Regions from separate parts of the Anas platyrhynchos genome. Here region 1 is linked to region 2. The links are chromatin contacts, called in public Hi-C maps. All regions are on one chromosome and are shown on one strand. Each heading gives the region's core, a stretch centred on a gene start, on an enhancer-like site or on the middle of the called end of the contact. The rest is flanking DNA. Distances are from core to core; before and after follow the strand shown. Region 1 overlaps SLC9A7 (solute carrier family 9 member A7). Region 2 holds the start of SLC9A7 (solute carrier family 9 member A7).

Region 1 (6,485 bases), core at 2,333-4,832, 34 kb before region 2:
AGAAGCACTATTTGGCATCAATAGCCAAGGCAGATGATAAAGAATTGTTTTTTTGCTGTCCTCCCTCCTCATCCCAACAGAACTTGACAAGAAGCAACAAGAACAGGTTTTTTTTTGGATCAGACTGTACAAAAAAAAAAAAAAAAAAAGTGATAAGAAAGAAGTTTAAGGTGGTCATAACCTCATCTCTACCTTATTTGTCCTGATATCTTTTGGAATCTGATTCACAAAGCTATTATTCCATTTATATGGACTGAAAACCACACAGTGCTTCCACTTAAGTTGTCAACATCTCCACAGCAAAGACTGGGAAAGAGCAGAAGGATAACCAGCTATTATTTCACTTTTTTTTTTTTTTTTTAAGGTTATTGTCAAGAATCAGAGATTTTGTGTTAACATACATTAATTCAGTGTCAGTGAGTGGTAGTCTTCTAAATGTCTTTCTATCAAAGACAACTGAAGTTATACTATGCAAATCCTCCTTGAAGGCACTATGCTTTGCTTTCATAAAGCTTTCCAGCATTAAGCACTTCAAATCAATTGGAGGAATGAGAAAACAGACTACACTTCAGGAATTTGCAAGTCCAGAAAGACGTAGATGCGTTTCAGCTCACACCACCACGCATGCTTAACCTGCATGATGCAATATAATTTCTTCAGTTGTAAGGTCTGGAGAAGAATAAAAGCTTCGAGTCTTCCTTCCCCAAAAGGCACAGATACTTGACATAGGTTCTCTGAACAACAGTCTAACTCAGACCCACTCCCTCTCCAATACTACTCTACTCCTCATTTCCCTGCTCTCTTCCACTCCACAGAGTGTTAAATTCAATGTAGCATAATTTTCCTAGGTGGGCAAGGTGTAAGTTTGGGATGAGAAGGGAGCAGATAAAAACTGGACTTCTGAATGTCATCTGGAAAAAACACTGCATTGCAGAACCACTCCTCTTCTCCAAGAATTCCCTGGTATCATCATCCATCAGTTTACCTTTAGATTAAATGTTTCTCCATATCTGAAAAGCAGGTGCTCATGCTTCTTAAGAAACTGACTCAGTTTGCCTATGCTGACAAACATATGCAGCATGCTGTTTTCCCTTTTTTGCTGATACCAAGGTTTCTGAGCTAGGAAAGAAGTTTCCAAATCCAATGTTAAAAGCATTGGCTACACCTGCTATGACTACATGCACCAAAGCATATTAGTTCATTCATATTTTGAATTTACACGACTTTTAGTACTTGCTCAGGTGCAAAGCCAACAACTTTGTGGCACAGAGTCCTTAGGACTTTGATGTAAGGGTTAATGAAAGCCTTTCTCAGAATTCTTGCTCCTGCACGACATCAGGAGAACTCCAAGTCAACCACCATCATTTATTTAGTAAAGCCAGACACCAACAGCCTTCAGGCACACAGGATAATACCAAAGCCTCAAACTGAAAAAGGATACAAAGGCTCCAATGATGAAAACTGGGCTGAATATGTGTTTCTGGAAAGTAAACAGTGCCAAACCCATATAAGAAAATATGAAGTTCTCAGCCAGGAAGTGCAATACCTCAAATAGCTAAGGGGAAAAACACAGACAAGAACATATTAAAGGCCAAGCAATAAAGACACTTTTCAAAAGAAAGAAAGAAAAAAAAAAAAAAGAGTACACAATTCTAGAGCAATAGAATGTACAAGAGGAAAAAGAATCTTGCCTGCTTGGTGCGACTTCTTGATTCGACTGACAAGTTATTGTATGTATAATGTGCCTGGGTAATTCCACAAAACAGGACAGCCACCACACCTGTGAACAGAATTACAGGTAAGTATCAGTGTTTCCTACATAAACACAAGACTTCTCCCTTTTCAAGTTCTATTAAACTTAAACAACATCCTTAACCCTGGGATTTTATGAAACTCATTTTCAAGTCAAGGATTAGGCAAGGCACAGGGGGGCAGAAGCATTGGAAACAAATCCAAGCTGTTCCTAAAAGCTTTTGCCGCACAGTGAGTTGCTCCATCAGTGGTATTGTGCAGGAAATAAATATATATATATATAACTGCTAAAATCGTGTTCCTTATAGGAAGGTTTAAATGAGAAAGTGGAAACATGGTAGCTTAGACAGACAGGACTTCTCTTAGTGTACTCGAAGCCACAACTCACCGGTAAATCCACAAGCTTCTGCTAGCAGGAAGGTGCTCCAGGACATCAAGAAGAAGAGAGCCGTTTCCAGCAGGGGGAAGCAGTGCAACTTGGTAAACTTCGTCACGTTGAGTCATTTGTTAAGGGATCAAGAATAAGAAACTCACCAGTCCTTTGGCTTCTCTGTACCCAATATTTGTGAAAAGAGCTATTACATGCTAACAACCAATGCTACTCTGAGAACAAAACACTTTTTGCTGAAAAACATCAATTCCATCACATGCAGACAAACTTCAGAATCAAGGTCTCCCCTTACAAGCCATCAATTTTAGGTATTTGTGCTGCATATCCACAGCATAACTACAGCTCCACCTGCGTGAACTAAGAGCTTATTCAATACCATGTTTCCCTGCAAAGCACCAGCAGGGAAGGCATGTGTACTTGGTGTTCCTTTTACTGTTCTTTCATTTTATTTTTAAATAAACACATGTACACAGGTCACCTTTAAATAAGTCATAAAATACATTCAGAAGTGCTTCATTACAGGGCTGTTCTTGACTACAGGAATCCTAGGATGAAGTAGATCTGTCAGAATTTTTCTGCTCAGATTTGTTGAAAAGGTCTTTCAGCAAGTTGGGCTACTTGTGTACTTTTGAGGCAAAGCAGATATCCTGCCTACAACAAAATGCATTGCTTCTTGTGTTAATGTGCTTTAGAGGACAAGCCAGCTCAACCACAGCAGCTCAGCCCTTCAATGGGAGTAAGTTTTATCTTCCAGATGAGAGCAAAACTTGAATAATGTCAAACACACAGTGAATTAACAGTTCAGATAGCTACTGAAATAGTGGGACAGATTTCAGTAGTCTTAAACATAGCTTTCTACATAATACAGAATGTTTGTTCACCTGTCTATGGACCTTTTTACCCTACAAGCACTACTCTGGCAGCACACAAACATGTTACAGAGAGAAACCATGTGCTAGTAAGAGTGGTGGAGAAGTCCTTGTTCTGACAACCAGCAGTCGTCTCTGAAATCCAAGCAGAAGGAGAACACGAGAACAGTAAGGACACCTGAAACAGCAACAAGGTGGTAGCACTCCCTGCCCCTGTGTAGGAAGCCAGTACCTTGACAGACACAGAGAGGCTGCACCACCACCCACCGCTCCTCTTCATGCACAGCACAGCTGCAGCCAGGGCTCTGCAGCATTACACAACCAAAACCTAATGGCAACCCAGCTGCTTGAGAAGTCACAGTTCAATATGTGATGGGGATGTTAAACGCAAGGAGGAGCACCCCTTTCACAAGGCAATTCACAGGCTGTGGGAGGTGTGGGGCTCAGCACTCCTTGTGACTCTGGCAAGAAGCACTCAGTTGGCCTGGAAAACCCAGTGGAAGCAGTCTCCTGCGGGCTTCACCACAGAATACAGAGTTCACAGCAAGCCACAAGTGATTAACACCAGCAGCAAAACAGCTGACAGCATTTCAGGGGAAGTCTGGTTAGCACAAAGCACTGCTGAGCCCAGCTACCTGCTCCCCACCCATGCCACTACTTCTTGGTGGCCTTCTGAAGCTAGGAGAGAGCCCTCATCGGAGCTGATGCCTCATTTCTAGTCTCTTCTGGCAGCTTTGGGAATCAAACTCTATTCCCCTGGTTGTTATGCTGTAAGTAAGTAAACTAAAACATTTTAGAAGGCCAAAAGTCAGCATATATTATCTGTATCATATTTGCAAACCAAGTGTTCTGCCTGCTTTCAAAGGACAATGCAGGACCACAGGAACCCCCTTTGCTGGTACAGGTACAGCTGTAGGTACTCCACAGCTGTGGCAGCACTACAAAACATTGGGAATCAGGTCCTATTAACTTCACTCACGGCTTAAGTTATGGGCTCTAATTAGCTGAGAGTAGTAAAATGCGCTTTTACAGTTTGCTTGTAGAGTATTACAAGATGTTAAGTATTCCTTCGCCAAAAATAGTTTAAATGGTATAATTAGAGCAAAAGTTTATGTATTTTTATGTATTTATTTTTAAACCGGAGGCTGTCTTGTGAACAGTTTTATAGCACTGTCCTGAACACAAGCATTACAAACAGCAAGAACCAACTGCTGCTTTTAGACCATGATTTTACAAAATGGATCCGAATGTATCCAGGCTGTAATTAGAAGCTAGCCAGAAAGCCAAAAACCACAGCAACAGCACTCGATCGGCTAGAGCTATAGATGGCTGGTAGCTTAAAAGCCAGGCTAAGAATCATCATTCTGGGTCACATCGATTGCAGAACAGCGGAGCTTGAAGACCAAATGTTAAAGCATCGCAGCACACCTTCCCCCCATATCTGAAGGGTTTCCATTATGCAGGATACAAAGAGGCAAACCTGAGCAGTGTATATATAACAAGATACAGTTCAGACATTATTGGTGAAGATCAAGAGTCACAGGTTCATGATTATTGTAAAAAATATCACATTCTACCAGTTTTCAGAAGTCTAGGCAGATCACAGCAAGCTGGGATGTGTAAAAGTATCATTATCCTAGCCAGCCCAAAAGCAGAGTTTGATTTTTTTTTTTTCCCTTTCCTGGGGAAACATCACAATTTCTGGTGCAGATCAGACTTCAGATTTATTGCCCAAGCCTAAAGCAAAACCCACACAGATTGCTCCCTGAGTGCCTCAGAGCTCTCATCAAACAGACAAAGCTTCAAGAGAGCAGGACAGGTCAAGCAAAGCACGTAATGTTATGATGTTAACTCTGGTAGAGATACTCTTATCCAAGCCGCATGATACAAGATTTCCAGCAGAAAGGTTAAATGCAGAACTCAGAAAGAACCCATTAGGGTCAGAAATAGCTATTAAGGATTTTGCTGAAGAAGAGCAAAACACCAGTTATCCTATGAGATGTCTTTCAAGCCTATATAATAAAAACTTTTTTATAATTCCTAAAAAGAAACTGAACATTAGGACGTGTCTATTTAGGGCTCCCCCTTGGCTTTAAATCTTTTGGCAGTGCAATGCACGCAGCAACATCACTAAAACTTCTGGCGTGGCCACAGTTACACCAGAAAAAAGGGATTTCTGTGGATACCTATATGCCTTTCTATAGGCAGAGGTCACACGAATGCTGGTCACGTCTTCACAATCAGATTAAAACCAGCTTGAGTCACCATTGCTACTGCTGGAAATAGGTGAGCTCCATTAGCACATGAATGTAGCATCTTATCTGGAAAAGCTAAACATGAAAAAGGATATCAGAGCTGTCACTACTCCTGTCACTGCTCCCATCATGAAAGAACCACTGAATATTCCCAGGAAAACACCAACCGACTTGAAAAATGCTGCTGCATCAAAAGCATGGGTATTTTCACCTGTTGGCTGGTAGGCAACTATCGATCTAGGAACAGAGTTAACACAGTGACAAGTTAGATGTGGCATCAGGAAGGCTTTACTCCAACAGCATCACCTGAACAGCAGAAAAGTCAAACCCATCCTGAAGGCAAACTTTTATTTCTGGTGCTTCTTATGCATAAGATATCTTGGCAAATGCTTGTAATATTTACAAATTCAGCTCAAGATGATCCACTTAAATTTAAAATAGCATATCTAAAATAAATGCTTTTTCTGAGAAAAATACCTAAAACGATTAAGTAATTTCAGAACAGAATTTCAGGTAATTACTTACGAAGATAATACAATGGCAACAGCGTCATTCAACACGCTCTCCCCAAACAGAAGGGCATAGAGATCAACATCAGCATGCAGCTCATTAAATATTGCTAGCACGGTAACTACAGAAAGAGGGAAAAAAAAAAGAAAAGACTAGCTGACTTCAAGAAAAACTGTGAGTTGTGACATAGTAGACTTTCCAGTTTGCCTTAAGCAACAAAACCCAAAATTGAAGTACAGGCTCAAAATGAAACTGGGAAATAGACCAGCCACATTTATCTACAGGTAAGCAGCTTCACCATCAGTTTTAAGGCAGCTCGATTAGGAAGGGGGCTCTGCAGTCCTGTCTGCAAAGTCCCCCATGATCACAGGGCACAGTGCAAATGAAACTTCTACCAAAAAAAAAAACCACCACCAACAACAACAAAAAAAAACACCTTCAGCACCTAAACACGTTCAGCACCTTCAGCAAAACATTCTGCAGCCCTTGCTACTTTTAAAGGCTGCATGGCTTGTTGACATGGCTTTATTAGTTCAGTCATAGTGCTAATAGCTGTAAGTGTTCCCCAAAGCACGCACTATGCCACAGCAGTGTAAAATTGTGTAAGATTAGACATATTTAGCAGTCTTGCCCATTTCAATCAGTGTTTTCACAAACACTTCAGTCTGGCATGAGAGAATGATTCTGAAGATGTTCCCATATATCAGC
Region 2 (6,253 bases), core at 2,431-4,930:
TCATGGCCACCACCACAAGTTGGCACACAGCTCATTTCCTTCACTGCCCTCAATCTACTTTTTTTTTCCCCCTCCTCCTCCCTCTAATTGCTCCATAATGACTCGCATTAGCAACACCATTGGTGGAGCAGCTGCAGAAGAGCAGCACTCCCTGTTAAAGTGTGAAGACCAGGCTTCAATCCTATTCACAAGCCTCTTCTGGAACCACCTGGGCACAGGCACCGTGCAGTGCCATGGTGCAGAACCAGTCAGCACTGCACCTGAACCTGCAGCTCTAGGTGCAAAGTATTTTCCGACATCTGAAAAAGGTCTCTTTCCCTTTCACGTACGCAGCTGTCAGAGCTAGCACGTGCACCTGAGCTCTGTGACTTTCATATTTCTTGATCTTATTTCTAAGACTTTAAGCTGTGCACCACACAAGAAAGCAGCACGGTAAGTCATTAAGCAATCGTGTAAACTTCAGGTTATTTCACATCTTAACAGACACTTCCAGAGGAGGCCATTTAGCACATCAGAATAACAGACAGGAAAGCAGTGACTGTCCCTGAAGAGATGGTGACAGCACAGGAAATAAGAAACATGGCAAGACTCTGTTATGGTCCCAATGGCTTCTGAACCAAAGCAGCTCACATGGTGAAGTTCCACAACACCCTGCAAATCTGGACAGGGCAGGAGCCTTCGCTCTGCTGAGGACTGGGTAATTGTTAGACTACCACACTGGCACGACAGATGCCTCCTACTCAACAGGAAAGGCGCTACTTAAAGCCCAGAAGAAATGCAAACTTCAGCAGCACCAGCAGCATTTGGGCCACAGGCCCTTTGAGCTGGATAAAGCGCGTGCTTTCTGTATCAGAAATGCGATCAGATCAGCAGCCAAAACATGGCGAAAGTAGAACAGGATGTGCTTGTAGCTGGGTTCTGAGAAAAGATAAGTGAGAAATGCTGGTTAAAGGTCTGGCTGCAGGCAGCTTCTGCTCTCGCCGCCCACCACCTCCAGCCGCTGTCATGCCACCTGATTCCTGCTGTGCTCGAGGAAAGAGGTCGGATGGCACGCTGCTGTGCGGCTAGACCAGAAATAAGAAGAGCTCCATCCCCTCTTCCTAAAGAAAGGAAGAAGCAAGCAATCGTCAGGACCTCCAGCTCTAACTACCTCAAACGCATCTTGCTGCCACGTTTTCATCTACTGCAATCACCCCAAGATTCAGTCACTGAAACCAACCATTTCAGAGGGCTTTTAGGTGCAACAAGACCAGTTTTTCTGGGTCATTGTCTCCACGATAAAAAGTAATCGGCATTTAACTGCCAGCCTACTTTTCTCCTGTACTTGAAAGCCTTTTACTCACCGCTAAAAGCCGCTGTTAAAGAAATGGAATGCAAAACGGTACAGGAGCTGTCGACTGGAGCTTAAAACCCTGTGAAAGTTACCTACCTCAATACCATGCTGATCAATACATCTTCGAGAGCACCTAGACACCTGTTATCATAATCAGAACTGCTTCATGCCAGGTGCTTCTGGTTTTTGGACTACAAATTTCAGTTAGAATATCGCCACACGATTTTGTGTCAAACATTAAATGTGTCTTAAACATCCAGTTTGAGATGCGTGCATTTCTCAGATCCCAAGTTATCAGCAAAGCATAAACGTTTCTCAGCCTAACCACTGTCTGTTAAATAACAGAAAGAAGAGGAAAACACTCCCATGTGAAGAATAAAGCTTGGTTATCAGAAGTGCAGCAGACAGTTACTATGATACTTACTATGGTTTTTTTTCTTTGCTCTAAAGGAAGTCTACAAAACATTTAAACGAAGCCAGGCCTCAGCGGAGCTTCACAGGCACCGAAGGCTAACAGCGTAAAACAGAACTGCACTTGCTGAGTATGTTTCCTCAGACATTTGCTGTGACATGGCAAGAGTCATTTTGCTTGGGAGGTAGGAAAGTGTGTGTTTTGAGATACCAGAGGGGTTCATTGGGATGTTTCCCCAAGATATTCACCGTCTATGAAAACAAAAAGATTTAGGTGAGGGAGTGCCAAGAACATGCGGCAGCTCGAGCCAATCATTATTTCGGCGGTGTTGCCTATGGTGCAGAAAGGGCCATACATAGCATGGCACTTTTTCCACCACACAATTTCACCATTTGTACATCAAATCAGGAATCTAGCGCCCATTTCATGGATCAGCAACTGCGAGCTATCATAAACTAATTTGAGTTTAACGAGAGGCAGAAGCTCTGTGGGTGAACAATTTCTTGTTGCCACCACAGCTCATCAAAATGCAAATGCCCTTGATGCCCTATTATTCGTATTGCACACATCAGCACGCCCGTGTACGCAGAATTTCTACCACACAGCCAACCACCCAGAGCTCTGTAATGGTCTTAAAGCAGTTTCTGAAGGTGACAGCACCAGGGTGATATTTAAATAACGTCCTCAATGCAACCTTACTCTGTCACTTCCAATCAGCATTCGTACAGTTAATCTACCACCTCCCGGGCACTATTCAACTGTTAAGGATTACGATATGTTAAGGATTACGATACTCGTGCATAATTTACTTATATGCCCCGTCTTTAATTTGCCGGTTTTCAACAAGGAGCATACGTGAAATACACAGCAATGCAGCAAAGATATCAGTGACTAAGAGCAAAGCGGGGTGGTTTGAGAGATGCTTCAGCAGAGGAAAATTCCACTGCCTGGCAAGCAACCACGTCCATCCTGAGAGCAGGAGTACTCGGCGGGGAGGACCCCCTTCCCTGCTCGCCCCCCGGCGTGCTGCATTTCTCACCCGTGGCATCCCAACCCACGGCAGGCAGGTGTTTCGCACTGCTCAGCGGGAACGCCAACTAAGAAATCAGAAAGGCCCACAGCGCTAGGGCAGGACAAATCAGTTTCCAAATGGGTGACTGCTTCTCCTCGGGACTGCCATGTCCCCTGTAGTACGAATCCCAATTGCATAAGTTCGCAGCAGGGCGCTACGCCCCAGCAGGGGCTCACCTGCAGCTCCCTGCACCAGTGGCTCCTGGAAACAGCTCGGGGTTTCACACACACAGAGGACACACACAGGCTCTGTGCAGGCACTCACTGCCACTTTCCTGGCGCTCCCTGGGAGCAGGAGCAGACAAAGCCACCCCAGCACTGCACTCCTTGAGCAGACTGGGTTCAAGACGAGCTGGGGGAGCTCTGTAGGCTACCTGCTTTCTCTGTGATGAGCTGGTAGCAGCAAGCAGGACCCGCACCCTGCTACCAGCAGCCCCCCAAGCCCAGCCCAGCCCAGCTCAGCTCACCGTAGATCATGGCCAGGCCGGTCTCGTGGAGGAAGCGGACACGGCGGTGCTTGAAGAGCCAGATGGTGAGGATGGTGAGGGTGAGCAGCAGGATGAAGGTGAGCAGGCTCACGCTGTCCTGCCGGTGGCTCTCCTCCGCCTCCTGCTCGGTGGCGAGCTCCTCCATGGCGCTGCTGCTACCACCACCACCAGCAGCAGCAGCAGCAGCGCCGGGCTCGGCCGCCCGCAGCCCGCCGGCCCCCAGCAGGAGGAAGAGGAGGAGGAGGAAGAGCGGCGGCAGCGACATGGCCGCGGCTGCCCGGGCCCCGAGCCGGGGGAGGCGGCCCCAGCCCCGGCCCCGGCCCCGGCACTGAGCGAGGCGCCGGCCCCCGGCCCCTGACAGGCGGCGGCCGCGGGGCGGAGCCGGGGCGGCTCCTGGGCCGCAGGGGCGGGCAGCGAGGGCCGTGGGGGGAAGGCTGGGGCCGGTGGGGCCAAAATCTCAACTTTCTGCCCCGACTCGGTGCTGTGACGAGAGGCAGGGGCTGACCGTGCCTGGAAAGGAGGGGGGAAATGGGGCGGCGCGGCTCGCTGCGCCTGCAGGGGCTGGGCTCGCTGCTCGGGGGGAAAGGCAGCAAAAAAGGCTGTGGAGACGTCCAGCTGTTTGTACAGCAGGTGCCCCAGGGTCAGTGCTGCCCTCTGCCTCAATATTAGTGCACAGCTCTTTCTGTGGGGGTTTCAGGAGTCTGTCCCAAACTTCCCTGCTAGTGGACTCGGGATTGCCTCTTACCACATTCATTCATAAGAGTCCCTTCTAGAAACTTTTCAAGATGGTAACTATGTAAATTCACGTTTCTATTTACACATAGTCCCTTTAAACATGCTATTTATACAAGCTCCTCAGCAGCCCTCGAAATCTGGTACAGTTATCTGTAAAGGTTGGATTGTACGGCAGTGAAAGTGTTCCTCGAGGAGATGAAAAATGCTCATTTGCCTTAAAGACCTGGCTCTTAAACCTACGTGAACCATTAAAAATTGCTGCCTTCAGACTGTCTCATGTTAAATCTCACATTCAGATTAGTGTTTCTTTTACAAAGATAGCTTTGTACCTCCAAATCTTCAGGACTTAAAAACCTATAGGCCTCACAGCAGCCTACAGGTGTGCAATACAGTGCTAGGTATGTGTAATGCTGATAAAGTTGTAAAATAAAAAATAAATAAATAATGTAAAATGAAAAATAAAAAGCTATACGACTATAGTAACAAAATCACTAAGGTTGGAAAAGCCCTCCAAGATCATCTGGTCCAACCGTCCTCCTGCCACCGATATCACCCACTAAATCATGTCCCTAAGCACCACATCCAACCTTTTTGGCTCTCTTCTGTTTTGTTCTTTGCTGTGCACTGTGCTGTGCCAAGTAAAGTCAGTCCCTAAGTGTACAGTGGGTCTTAAGAAAGCAATTTACATCTATACTTTATCTACCTCATCTACCTCGTAGATGAGCTGCAGTCAGCATCTTAAATTGCATTCTGCAAAATCTTCCATCAGTAATTTGTATTTTATCTTCCAGCATTCCTGCAGGTCAGATGCATTATGCCTCCTGCTCTCCAGGCAACAGCGAGTAATATCAAGGCAATTCTTTCAATGATGAAGTGTAATAGCCTGGTCTTACTCTTTTTTTTTTTTTCTTTTTTTTTTTTTTTCTTTCAGCTGTACTATTGTTTGTGGAGGAAAACATTATCCATAGTTTGGCATATCAGTACTACCATAAGCACAACTTTTAAATCTCCACACTCAAATTTATGTGTTTTGACTGCTGCATTGCCCTTGTAGCCTCTGCCCAGGTATCCCCTCATCCTAGGGACACCTCCACTAAAATCAGCACCTCAGTGGGCACCGTCTCAAAATATTTTTATTGCACATAAAATTTATTTTTGCCACTGTTGTGCATAAAATCCGGTAAAACTCATCCTTGTGTTGGACAATGGGGATGTGACTAATCACATACACAAATCAGTGACAAGAATATGATTGTTTCTGTCTGTTTAGGAGTTCAGTCAACTTTTAATAGCGATATAATTAAGGTCTCCTCCATTCTGTGCATTGTCTAATAGGTTGTTGCCAGGAAATTTGATGCACATATTCCCACATGTGGTATATGTGGCTCCTACAGACCAAAGTCTGTTGTTCTTACACTCATGGATTGGTATGAGGGTGCCTGAATAGTTCATCAGATTTAAACAGGATCATCTGGTGAGTATAGCATCAAATAAAATAAAGGTATCAGCCTTAGCTTGTCTACGTAGCACTGTGAACCAGGATTTACAGCATCCTTCTGTGAGAGCTGTGTTCATACACCTCAGTTCCCTACAGCAATGTCTCTAGTGGACTGCTGTGGTGGTTTTAGTCCATTAGGAACATCAGCAACATCACCTCTAGGTAAGCTTCATCACCACAGTAATCCTGCGGTTGCAGCTGTGCTCCAGACTTTTTGGCACGTCTCCACCTGCCTTCCCATGCCATTCTGCACTAAACCTTTGCATTCTCTGTAAGTGGCACCTGGATGTTACCTCTGTTTCAAGGCCACCACATACATTGTAACCTATTCACTTAGCAAAACTATCTTTGTTCTATCCCTGCTTTCTTCCCACTTGCCATATTTTTATCTGGTTCCATGCAGAGGCCTTAGATTTGATTGCTGTCTGAGAGGCCCCGCTCGAGGCAGAAACAATGACGTGCGAGGTGATGGCCAGGTGGGATCACAACAGAGGCATCAAGGTCATAACACAAAAGCTATGAGATGGCAGTGGACAAAATCTAATCATTCTACTGAGTTCAGCCATAGCTGAAGGGATGCAGGAGGATTTTTGGTATTAAATGCTAATAAACAGGTGCATTTACACACAGTCACAGTGACTCACAGGATTGATACGGATCAGCCTGCTCCATTCCTTTTGCCAGCCAGTCTTCTCTCATTGACAAGTTCATGTTGC

The links. A called contact is a pair of places that touch in the nucleus more often than the background predicts.
Region 1: a Hi-C map of F1 follicle shows a contact between it and region 2, with 4 times the contacts expected there. The contact joins the enhancer-like site here to the promoter of SLC9A7 in region 2. A contact is called at or near these places in 5 of 8 Hi-C or Micro-C datasets (F1 follicle, F5 follicle, liver and 2 more).

Annotation. Positions count from the first base shown.
Region 1 is chr1:137,542,243-137,548,727 of IASCAAS_PekinDuck_T2T, reverse strand. SLC9A7 (solute carrier family 9 member A7) reads right to left here. Exons shown (of 17, transcript XM_027454186.3): 6 at 5,793-5,898; 7 at 5,363-5,504; 8 at 2,141-2,246; 9 at 1,692-1,780; 10 at 1,442-1,555. Among named protein-coding and RNA genes, the nearest start is that of SLC9A7, 35 kb to the right of the region's middle. Within about 2 kb of position 3,582, at least 1 of the 8 cell types and tissues checked has an H3K27ac peak or open chromatin away from gene starts, as enhancers often do.
Region 2 is chr1:137,508,099-137,514,351 of IASCAAS_PekinDuck_T2T, reverse strand. It overlaps SLC9A7 (solute carrier family 9 member A7), which reads right to left and starts at 3,680. Exons shown (of 17, transcript XM_027454186.3): 1 at 3,284-3,680. The coding sequence starts at 3,569.